Linked DNA regions of Gossypium hirsutum: region 2 is linked to region 1. Evidence: chromatin contacts called from public Hi-C data. All regions are on one chromosome and are shown on one strand. The core of a region is the stretch at or near the end of the contact, and the rest is flanking DNA. Distances in the headings are between cores, read along the strand shown. Region 1 has its middle 12 kb from the start of LOC107956844. Region 2 holds the start of LOC107955270 (probable serine/threonine-protein kinase At1g01540).

Region 1 (5,659 bases), core at 930-3,429:
TTTAAAATAAATTCAACTTATGTATAAATAAGCATACAATTCAAAGCAAGTTTAAAATTAAATAAATTAAACTTACGTACTCATACAAACAAAAAATATCATCAAAGCAACTTTAATAATTAAATAAAACTCAAGTTCAACCCTATGTTCAAGTTAATATCTTAATATAAAAACTTGTCTCTAATCTTGGGTTTGGTGCAATCCATATTAAAGGTAAAAATAATATTAACCAAGTCTAGGGTAAATTTACATTTCTACTATATTTTGAATTATCTCTAATTTACAACCTACTAATTTCCAATAATAATATTCAATTAAATTCAGACAACATAAAATTTTGGATTCATGCTTCATTCAAATAATTAATTAAAAAATAATTTCCTTTACATGCGATCAATATTTTATTTTTTCAAAATTAAATCAATTTTAATCTATCAAATAGTTAGATCTTCACCTTTTTTGTACCTATTATTTGATGCGTAAGAATCTCGAAAAATAAAAATATCAATATTATTGGGATACATGCAACAAGACGACAGTAAATACAAATATATGATACCTTCATAGAAACATGAGACAGATAACATCATAATAATAATGGCTAAGTTACATTCAAGTATTATCATTAGGAATATCTTTTCAAATATTATCAACAACCACATAATCAAACTTAAGTTACTTTCAAATCTTAATCCAAATATATTTACCTTTACTTTTCTGATCAATTAATGTTTTGCAAAATAAATTAGTAAACATATTATTACGTAATTAAATAAAATAATTAACTTATCATAACTATTATAATATCACTTACCATATTTTATTAAAACAAATTTTTAACGCTTATTGAGGTCAAAAGAATAAAAATAACTAAACTTGAAAATTAAAACAGTGTACGTTGTCATTTAGATGCTATCGAAATGGTTAATGAAAACGTTTGTTAGTCAATATAATTCAAAATGAAAAAAATACGAGACAAGAAAAGAAAAAAAATTAAAACTTAGAAAAAAAATATTTTACAAGCATATATTATTGTTTAAAAAAGCAAATGGTATCATAAAAACCAACATATGTATATTTCGTAAAAGAAAAAGGGCAATTTAATAGAGGAATGTGGATCTATAACAAAATAAAGAAATATATAAACATGTAGTTGACGAAAAAAGAGTTTAAAAATCTAGATCTACCTTAACAATGTAAATCCGGGTTCTTTTTGTATGTCAACGGAATAAGCGTTGTACGACTTCTACTTTACCTTTTCTCTAGCAGTTACAAAGTAATTTGTCGTCACCAGAAACTGAACAAGTTTATTCTTCTGCGGCAGCAACAATATCAAATCTAGATGAAAAATGTGATTAAGAACATTGATGTTCAAAACAAGAGAAAAGAAACTTGAAATTGAAAATTAAAAATAAAAGTCAATAAGATTTCATCTTCATACCACTGACATCACGAAATCTAAACTGGAAATGAAAAGACATGCAAAAAAATAAAAATAAAACATAAGTTAAAAAATAGAAAAAAAATTTAAAAGTATATTGTGATTAAAAAAAATGAAAAATGGAATCATGTAATTGAAGACGAAAAAAACACTTTTCATGGTGAGCTTAAACTTTCATAACAATGCAATTACAACCAGAAAAAAAAAGCAACAAGAAAAAAAAATAAAAGAAAGATTAAAATTTTAAAAGAAAATGAAAAAAAAAATTAGAACCCGATATTTTGCGTTCTCATGACGTCGGACTTTGTAAACATGGTAAATGAAAGGTGTTGGAATATAAATTGGTAACAATAATCTAAAAAACAAAGAAGGAAAAAAAAGTTTTTTTTTCCTGAAACATTTCATATTAGAAAGAAAAAAAAAACTTGGTATTCTACATATTAAACAACGTTTTGGATTAATTGCATTTTTAAGTCTCTCCATGTTCTTAATTTTTCAATGATGATTTTTGGTGCTTTCAAATTACATTTTCAATCTTTTAATTGTAAAAGTTAAGATTGATTGAACGCTTTTTGATAAAGGTAAATTCAACTTTTTTTAATTAAAATTGATTAAACTTTTAATTGTATCTTAAAATTAAAGAAATATTTTCTATTTCTTTCATAGCTTATTCAATAATATCAAATTAACGGGGATCCTTTCTTTGCCGCATGTTCTACACAGCATGAGAACGGCACCGTTTTTGGCTTGTTGAGCTAAAGAATGGACGGCAGCAACCTTTGGTTCTTCTACTTTGCTACCTATAAGTAGTAGTTTCAAGGATATTCAAGAATAAATGTTTAAATTTAAATTTCATCCTCTATTTTACAAAAAATTATAAATTAATCCCTATATACTAATTTGTCAAATTTTAATTATAGTATTTCTCATAGAAATTGAGAAATTAGTTCCTATATTCTAATTTGTCAAAATTTAATTATCGTATACCATGAAAACTAAGAAATTACTTTGATTCAGTCGGTTTTCTCAATTAGATTTATATGGCTACATATATATTATGTATTATAAAATATAAATATATTTTAAATAATTCTTTTTTCAGTTTGGTTATGTGGGTTAAATTAAACAATTAAACTGAGATCAAAACCGTTCAATCCATCCCACCCGATTAAATCAAAACCGAAAAAATCGAATGGGTTAATCTTTTTGGTTTTCTAGATTAAAACCGAAAATTACTCCCCTAAGAGTGACCAATTTTCAAAAACTCTATTAGGGACCGGTTTATAATTAAACCTAAAACAATCAAATTCATATCAAAATAAACCGAGAGAAAAAGAAACGAACCGCGTCGTTCAAGGGAGATTTCTTCAGTAGAAACCATAGTGAGTCGGCTATTATCAACTTCATCACCCATAGCACTTCCAAATTTAGCACAAGACCTTCTATCGAATATCCGTTCCTTGCGTGGAGAATCGACGGCGATTTTTCGGACTTGGATCGTCGTCGTGACTCTTGACGTGTTTCCCTTCTTCGTTGAACTTATACTCAATCACCTTCTTGATCCCGTTCTTGTCTGGGCCGATTACTTCCTTCGGTGGTAATAAGTAAGTCAAATCCTCGGCCTCGTTATCTTCAATATCCGCCCATCGGAACTTTGTTTGCTTGGTAGCCTTAGTTGCCATGGAAGAATAGTAATAAAAATTTCAAGCTTTTTACTATGGCGGGAAAGGTAAAAAAAAACAGGCGGTAGAGTAACTACAGAGTATTTTAGAGTAACTTTTATTTTTATTTTTTTTTAAATTCAAGATGCTTTGTATAATGCTGTAAAAATCCTAATCCTGTTTGAAGTCATTAGGAATTTAAAAAAAAAAAATCCTAATTCGATTTGAGTTAGTATAGCTTATTTTAATAATCTATAAATATGGATAAATTATGGATGTTAAAATATAAGTATCTGTACTTTAAAATTTTGAAATTTAATTTTTATATTTTTAATAATTTAGTTTCTTTACTTTTTTAGATTCTAAAATTTAGGTCCAATTATTAATATAATTAATTTTTTGTTAAATTTACTGATGTGATATTTTGAAATAAAAAAAAACTGACTTAGCAGTTATGTAACTAAAAATGATATTATAATGAACATGAATTTTAAAAAATAATTTTAAAAATATTAATAGTTGAACTTGAACTTTTTAAAAAAAATGAAAAGTTGGACTAAATTCCAATAAACAAAAGTATAATAATTAAATTCTAAATTTGTGAAGAGTATAGAAACTTATGGCATATTGTATGTTAAACAATAATGGATAATTTTTGTTTTTAGTTTTTGTATTATGTGTAAGTTTTGTATTTAGTTATCGCATTTAATTTGGTTACTTTTAGTCTTTGTACTTTTTGAATTTTAAAATTTTAGTTTGAATTGAATTGTCATTGTTACATTTATTAAATTTTGTTATTTTCAAGATGTTATGTAGAAAACATAACAACTATTGTTTGGTCAATACTGAAAATTTTAACTTTAGAAAAGTACGAAGATTAAAAGTGACCAAATTAGTCCACAACTTATACATAATATAGGGACTAATTGGAGAATTTGACCTAAATTTTAAGTTAAAATTGGATAAAGTAATATTTAGTCTTTGAGTTTGGTGTTTTTTTCCAATTTGGTCCTTGAAATTAGATTGTATTAATAATAAGATGACATTGCACTCTAAAATTGTGCCATGTGATCATCTAAAAATTTTCCAAGTTATGATGTGGCGCAATCTTATAATGCCACATCATCCTACCTTAATGGAAGAGAAGTTCAAAGACCAAATTAGACAAAGCTATCAAATTTTGGAATTAATTAGAATGATGAAAATGTTCAAGGACCAAGATGAAAAAATCACCCAAAAAAGTCTTAACCAGCTTCAAACCGGTCAATTATAAGAAAAAAAAAGTATCTAAACTTAGGTTCTAACCGGGGACCTCTAGTGTGTCAAACTAGCATGATAACCAACTACACTACCCAGACACCGATCGAGATACTTGTGATTGTTAAAATTATTTTTAATATTTTTTTCTTTGATGAATAATATAAATATAAAACTCTTGCTATTTTCCAATTTGTGATTTTAGATTATATTATATATTTATTTTAAAATATATTTGACGAAAAAAGAGTTTAAAAATCTAAATCTACCTTAACAATGTAAATCCGGGTTCTTTTTATATGTTAACGAAATAAGCGTTATACGACTTCTGATTTAACTTTTCTCTACCGGTTACAAAATAATTTTTCTTCAATGGAAACTAAACAAGTTTATTCTTCAGCAGCGCAACAATATCATATCTAAGATGAAAAAAATTGAAAAAAAAATTATCAAGAGCATTGATTTTTAAAACAAGAGAAAAAGAACTTGAAAATTGAAAATTTTAAAATAAAAGTCAATAAAATTTCATCTTCACACCGCTGACACCACGAAATCCAAACTGGAAATGAAAAGACATGCAAAAAAAAAACTTAAAAAATAGAAAAAAAATATAAGTATATTGTGATTAAAAAAAATGGAAAATCCAATTATGAAATTGAAGATGAAAAAAACACAAATCATGGTGAGTTGAAACTTTGTTAGCAATGCAATCACAACTAGAAAAAAACAAAATAAAATAACGGTTAAAAATTTACAAGAAAATGAAAAAAATTAGAACCAGTGTTTTTCATTCTCATGACATTGGATTTTGTAAACAAGGTAAATGAAAGACGCCGGAATAAAAATCGGTAACAATAATATGAAGAAAAAAGAAGGAAAAAAAAGGTTTTTTTCTTAAATGTTTCATATTAGAAAAAAAAAAAAGGAAACTTGATATTCTACTTATAGAACCACATTTTGGATTAATTTCATTTTTAAGTCTCTCCATATTCTCAATTTTTCAATGATGGTTTTCGGTTCTTTCAAATTACATTTTCAATCCTTTGATTCTACAAATTTAATGAATTTTTTAAATCTGTATTATTTTTTCTTTAATGCAAGTTATCATTTTTGTTTTCTTTTAATTAAGGTTGATTCAACATTTTTTGATAAAGGTAAATTTAACTTTTTTTTTGAAATTAAGATTGTGAAAATAAAATAAAATAAAGAACACACAGATTTTACGTGGAAACCCTTTCGGAAAAAAAATCACGAGCAGAGGAGAAGAAAATTCACTATGTCAAATTCGAATGATTACAAG
Region 2 (5,659 bases), core at 2,233-4,732, 450 kb before region 1:
GAACAATAAGCCAAAAGGACAACCAGGCTAATACTACTTGTGTTTAATTGGGGATGAGAAAGACAGGTTCCATAGATGATTTGGATAAGACCCAGTCCCCAGAGATTGCCCTTAAAATGCCAAAGGCAGCTAAAAGGGTCCACCACATCCAGCTTAACTCTATCTTGCCAAATGTCGTTATTCAGCTCCCATGGCCTATCCCATGCTCTGGCATTGATGTTGAAATTCACCCCTATCTAACGACCCCACCATCCCATCTTGTTTTTGCTCCAACTCCAACAAGCCAACAAAGATAAAGGAAAACACACACACATATATATGAATCCGTTGCAATCAAATGAGCCCGTTGCCGGGTCCATCTCTCACCACTATCCGACGTTGAAATTTGGCATTGATGCAGACATTTATGAGAATAATGAATGGTCCACCACCAATCTAACAAATGAGGACTCTGAGAGTTGAAAAGCCAGGCAATGCAATGCATGTCAAAGTTTAGAGGACTACAACAATAATAGACGAAAATATAATTTTTTTTCTTGTGATCCTAACAAAGACATTGAATTACAATGGGTATAAGAATTTATGGATTCTTCCATATTCATACATGTAAAGCAAACATAAAATAAATGCCAGATTATTGTTTTCTTCTCGTAATTGGAGATACAACACCAATACCGGGGAACTAATAGAAAAATTAATTAATTAATAAAGAAAAAAGACTCCAAAAAACTTAAAAAGGGACTTTAAAGTTGTTAGTCACCTAATGTTGTTGATAGCATTATCTCCACCTAGTTGGCTGGTGATAGTTCCTCCCACTATCCCCTTCACTTGTATCAGAAGCAGAGGCCCCATCGAATCGTCTTTCACCTACTTTTGCAGAGTTGCGGTTCGTTCGATGATCATCAGAACGAGAATTGGATTGTTCTCTTGCAATCCGACGTTCCTGAAAAACATGATAAAGGTAAATATATGGTTCACAAAGAAAATAATGTGAAAGCTCCCTTTCTGATGCGGTAAACTGTTGTTAATCTACGGTAAGGAAGAGGTGCTTACATCATGGAAGAGCAGATCATCAGCCTCAAGCATGTGGATAATATGCCCCATTTTTGGCCTCTTTGTCGCATCAGGATCAACGCATTTAAGAGCAACCAGCAGTACACGTTTAAGTGCTTTTGAAGCAGGCATCTCGGGTAACTTAGGGTCAACTACTTCCTCAGATTTTCGGTTTCCAACCTTGGTTTTTAACCACTCCACCAAATTCACCTGTCAGTTGGTTGCATCTTAGCAACTTCAAGAATTTAGGGTAAGCAATATAGAAGGAAATTTAATAAGTCAAGTCTAACCTCTCCTGGAGGACGGCTATAGTCAACAGGGCTTCTCCCGGAAATAATCTCCATAATAAGTATACCAAAGCTATACACATCACTCTTCTCATTCAGCATTCCAGTACAAGCATATTCTGGAGCAACATAACTGGGAAAGAAAAATGTAATTTTCCTACTTCAGGACTACATAGCATTTTGGTTACAGCTCAAGTATGCATTCATAATGGTTAAATTCAAATTTCTTTTTTTTTTTAAAAAAAAAAGAGAGAGAGAGAGCGTGCAAGAAGGCAAAATGGAATTACTAACCCAAAAGTTCCCATCACACGAGTTGTCACATAACTATTTTCAGAACACAAGAGTTTAGCAAGCCCAAAATCAGAAACTTTGGGGTTCCACTGGCGATCAAGTAGGATGTTGCTGGATTTTACATCCCGATGGACAACCTTCGGTTCAAGACCCTCATGAAGGTAGGCTAAACTGCACGTAAATAGCAATACACAATCTGAAGAAGAAATTATAAACAACTGTATATGAACCAAAGCATACAATTCTAACTAATGTACCCTTTGGCTGTTCCCACTATGATATTCATTCGTATCTCCCATGTAAGAGGACTGACATCCCCAACATCCCCATGGACCCACTGTTCCAGATTCCCATTGTCAACATACTCATATACAAGCATCCTGAACAGCAAAACCAGATAAAAAAGGTCACTTCTCTTACACTATTCAGAAAAAGAGTAGCATTTTTGTTTTCATGGTGGAAGATAATCACAGTACCTATATGCACCTTCAACACAGTATCCAAGCAATCTTACAAGATTCTTGTGCCTTACACGCCCAATTGCTTCCACCTCCACCTTAAATTCCTTCTCAGCTTGACCCCTGAAGGATTGATTCATTACTTTGTTAAGCTAATTGGTAGGCAAACCAAACTTAAATAAATGAATTAAGGGGAATAACGAAGACAAAAAAAGATTCCATAAAAGTCTAACCAAAAAGAAAAAACACATTATCGTCCAGGCCTAATAATGACTTCTTTTCCTCAAAAAGCAGTGATTTTTACACTTTACAGCACAATGTCTGACCAACCCAAGGCAAGAACTTTAAACCAGAAAAGAAAAAAAACATTGAGGCAGCTAACTGTTCACAGTTGCATGAATACATCGATTTCATGACAGAAAAAAATTTGTGTTTTTCCCCTTAGCAATCAAATTAAGTTCAAACTAATTACTATAATGAAAAACAAACCCAATCAAAGATACATAATTCGCAAAAGAACATTCATTTCAAGAAATGAAAATTATTAACAAAAAAAAAGAGGCATAATCAAATAAAAGTTTTATAAAAAAAGGGGTACCTGTTATTAAGCAAATTCTTAACAGCAACTTTAGTTCCGTCAGTTAAAACGCCACTATAAACAATTCCATAGCCACCTTCCCCAATCACATTCTCTTCACACAATCCATTGGTAGCTAATTCAAGTTCCCTCAAAGTATACCATCTTCCCCACCCAAGATGAGACACTTCCGGACCCACGCTTCCACTTCCAAACGACGCCGTCTCGCTCACACTAGCAGCGGCACTCGTCGGCCCTCTGCTTTCCCCACTGGAGAACACCACCCTGTGTTCCACTTTCCCCAAGTCAACTTGAATCTCCGGTACCGGCGGGGCGGCATGGTGGTGATCTGGTGCGGGAGGGTGATGGACTATTTCTTGGATCTCTTTGGAAATTGGCGGCGTGGGGTCCAGGTGTTGATGTCTACGAGATTTGCGGCGTGTTGTGAGGCAAAGTGAGAGAAGAAACAGAGTCAAGACTATGAGTGAGCCAAGTAGAATACCGATCACCACCCATAATCTTAACCCGAATATCGACGTCGGCTTTGATAGCTCCGTGTTAACAAATGCCGCGTCGTCCACTGACATTTCCTTTCTTTTTCAGAATTTCTTCAAACAGTTCAAGACTCCGGCAGGATTAACTACGCCGGAGAAACGACTTTCATTAAAAAAAAAAGTTTGGGAACAGGAAAAAAGAATCAAAACGAATATAATTAAAGCAAAATGGAGACAGAGAAATAGTGTTTTTTTTTTTTTTTTAGTCTCCAGTACCATACCTCTTTTTCTTTTTTAATATCTGCTGTACTTTTAAATAAGTTGTCCGAAAAAAAAAAGGCTGTCTTTTTTTTTCTTAAATTATTTGAAATTAGAAAAATATAATATTGTCTAGCTGGAATTGGATGTTTGTGTAATAAGTGAAATGACGAGATTGTCCTTTTCTTTTCTTCCTTTTTCAATATTGAGACGGCGATGACCGTTTAAGGGAAATTCTAGGACACGTGTTGGCTGGTTAAGTTATTTGGTGTATTTCATCAAACGGTAAAGATCACGAATCAGATTGCGTATGGAAGACCTACACCAGAGCTTCACGTGGTTGATGAATCAACGTTTTTAAGTAGGACCCACACGTGGCCGCACCACATTCACCCGTTTATGGAATTAATTGATTATTTTTCAATTAGTATATCTTAATTTTCGGGCTAAATTAGAAAAATATGTGGTTTTTTTAATTGCTTTTAGGTCGTTCTTTTTCCTTAAATTAGAGAAATATATTGTTTTTTTAGAGAATATAAAAGCACATCCAGCTTGGTGTGTTTTCCTGCAACGATCATTTTCCCGACAATAAATTTTTTTAAAAGAGTCAATAGTAATTTTTTTCCCTATAAATATTAGGCTATTCTATTTTTTATTCTTTTCACTCAAATTTAATTTTCTCTCTCTCTCTAAACTCTCAATTCTCTCAACTCTATTAATTTCTCAATTTTTGTTTGAAATTTTCCTATACACTTTATTTAAAGATACTATAGTTTTATTTAATTATTTTGTATATTCATTTCGATTAATTTTTCACGAATGACAAACTTTCTAATTCGTTTTGACGATAAGCAAATTTCCATTGCTCAAGCAATAATGTTAAGAACAATTTTAAATTTCGTTATTTTCAATTAAGTTAAATTTGAAATTTTTTAATTTTTAAAATATTTTATTTTGTCAATATAAATGGGCGAATGATTGTGTTTTGGAAGGGTTCATACATAATTTGTCAAAGAGCGTAGACATTGAAATTCGTGGTTATTTGCAAGACGCGAGATTCTTACATTCGTCTCATATGCTTGAGCGTTACAAATTGGATCCTACACTCATCAGCGTGTTGGTAGAAAGATGGAGACTCAAGACACATATATTCCTTCTTCCATGTAGTAAGTGTACAACCACATTCTATAGCAGTTCGTCTGGTGGAGGCTATGTAAAGTTACTGTTTGGTGTGTAAGTTGGTTAAGTCGAAGGTAAAAATTGAGTAAGTTAGTGAAATATTTGTTTTTGATTGGGTAGTGTATTCTATGGGATTCATCATTTGGCAAACTCCAGGATTTGGCGAACTCTAGGGTTTGGTGGACTCTTCTGTTTAGCTATCCACCCACCCAAATGTTTTGGGCGAACTCATTAGTTCGCAGCTCGATAGATTTGTTTTCGTGTTTAGTATATATTACGATGGTTTGGTTAGTAATGTTGGGGTTTAGTTGAGACCTAGTTAGAACTAAACTAGGGTATGATTAGATTCTTAATTATTTTTTTTTCAAAATTCTAGAACGATCGTGGAATCTTCTGACTTTCCACTAAGTTTTGCTCTTGTATTTCTATGTTATATAAGGATATCTAGTTGGCATGTTTTTGCGTTTTTGCTTCTGCTTCTTCTTCTTCCTTGCTTTTTTCGCTAAACCTTTAGAAATTTCTAAGTTGAAATTAATAACGAGGAGTTTCCAGTATCTAGCTGACATCATTGTTAGTACCAATTTATTAGTAGTTTCTAGTAAATCCGTAGGTTATTATTGAAGGAATTTATGTATTTAAAGTAACGCATGCATAGGTTTTAGAACTATTCGTGAGGAAGGAAACTTCCTAATTCTAGGTTGCATGCAACCGATTCATGCATACATGTTAAATTTCAGTAGTTTAATGATTTGGTAGACATAATTGTCTCTCTTTTTAGCTCGAGAAGCTAACAAAATTCCAAACAACAAGGGCAAAAGACCTGCTAAGTAAATTACTGTATTAGGCTTTCTGGTGAGTTCCTTCTTACTTCCTTATGTTATAAAATTATTTTCCTGTATAGCTATTTAAGGTAAGTGTTTCCTCTCAATAATGTAGTGTATGGTATCTGGTTATGGTGGTATTAAACCAAAGTTGTCAAGGTGAGTATGGTTAGTTCATGTTTTGAGATAAAATACCCTTTTTTTCCGCGCGAGCCAGCATCATCTGTATATGAAACGCGAT

Evidence for each region. A called contact is a pair of places that touch in the nucleus more often than the background predicts.
Region 2: a Hi-C map of leaf shows a contact between it and region 1, with 1.8 times the contacts expected there. The contact joins the promoter of LOC107955270 here to the enhancer-like site in region 1. A contact is called at or near these places in 2 of 34 Hi-C or Micro-C datasets (both in leaf).

Annotation. Positions count from the first base shown.
Region 1 is chrA07:31,523,986-31,529,644 of Gossypium_hirsutum_v2.1, reverse strand. No RefSeq gene overlaps it. Among protein-coding and RNA genes, the nearest start is that of LOC107956844, 12 kb to the left of the region's middle. Within about 2 kb of position 2,179, at least 4 of the 9 cell types and tissues checked have an H3K27ac peak or open chromatin away from gene starts, as enhancers often do. A contact at or near this core is called in leaf, where this site is marked.
Region 2 is chrA07:31,974,897-31,980,555 of Gossypium_hirsutum_v2.1, reverse strand. LOC107955270 (probable serine/threonine-protein kinase At1g01540) reads right to left here and starts at 3,482. Exons shown (of 8, transcript XM_016891012.2): 1 at 2,688-3,482; 2 at 2,108-2,212; 3 at 1,889-2,011; 4 at 1,632-1,802; 5 at 1,344-1,473; 6 at 1,054-1,263; 7 at 761-943; 8 at 1-451. The coding sequence starts at 3,253. The coding sequence ends at 779.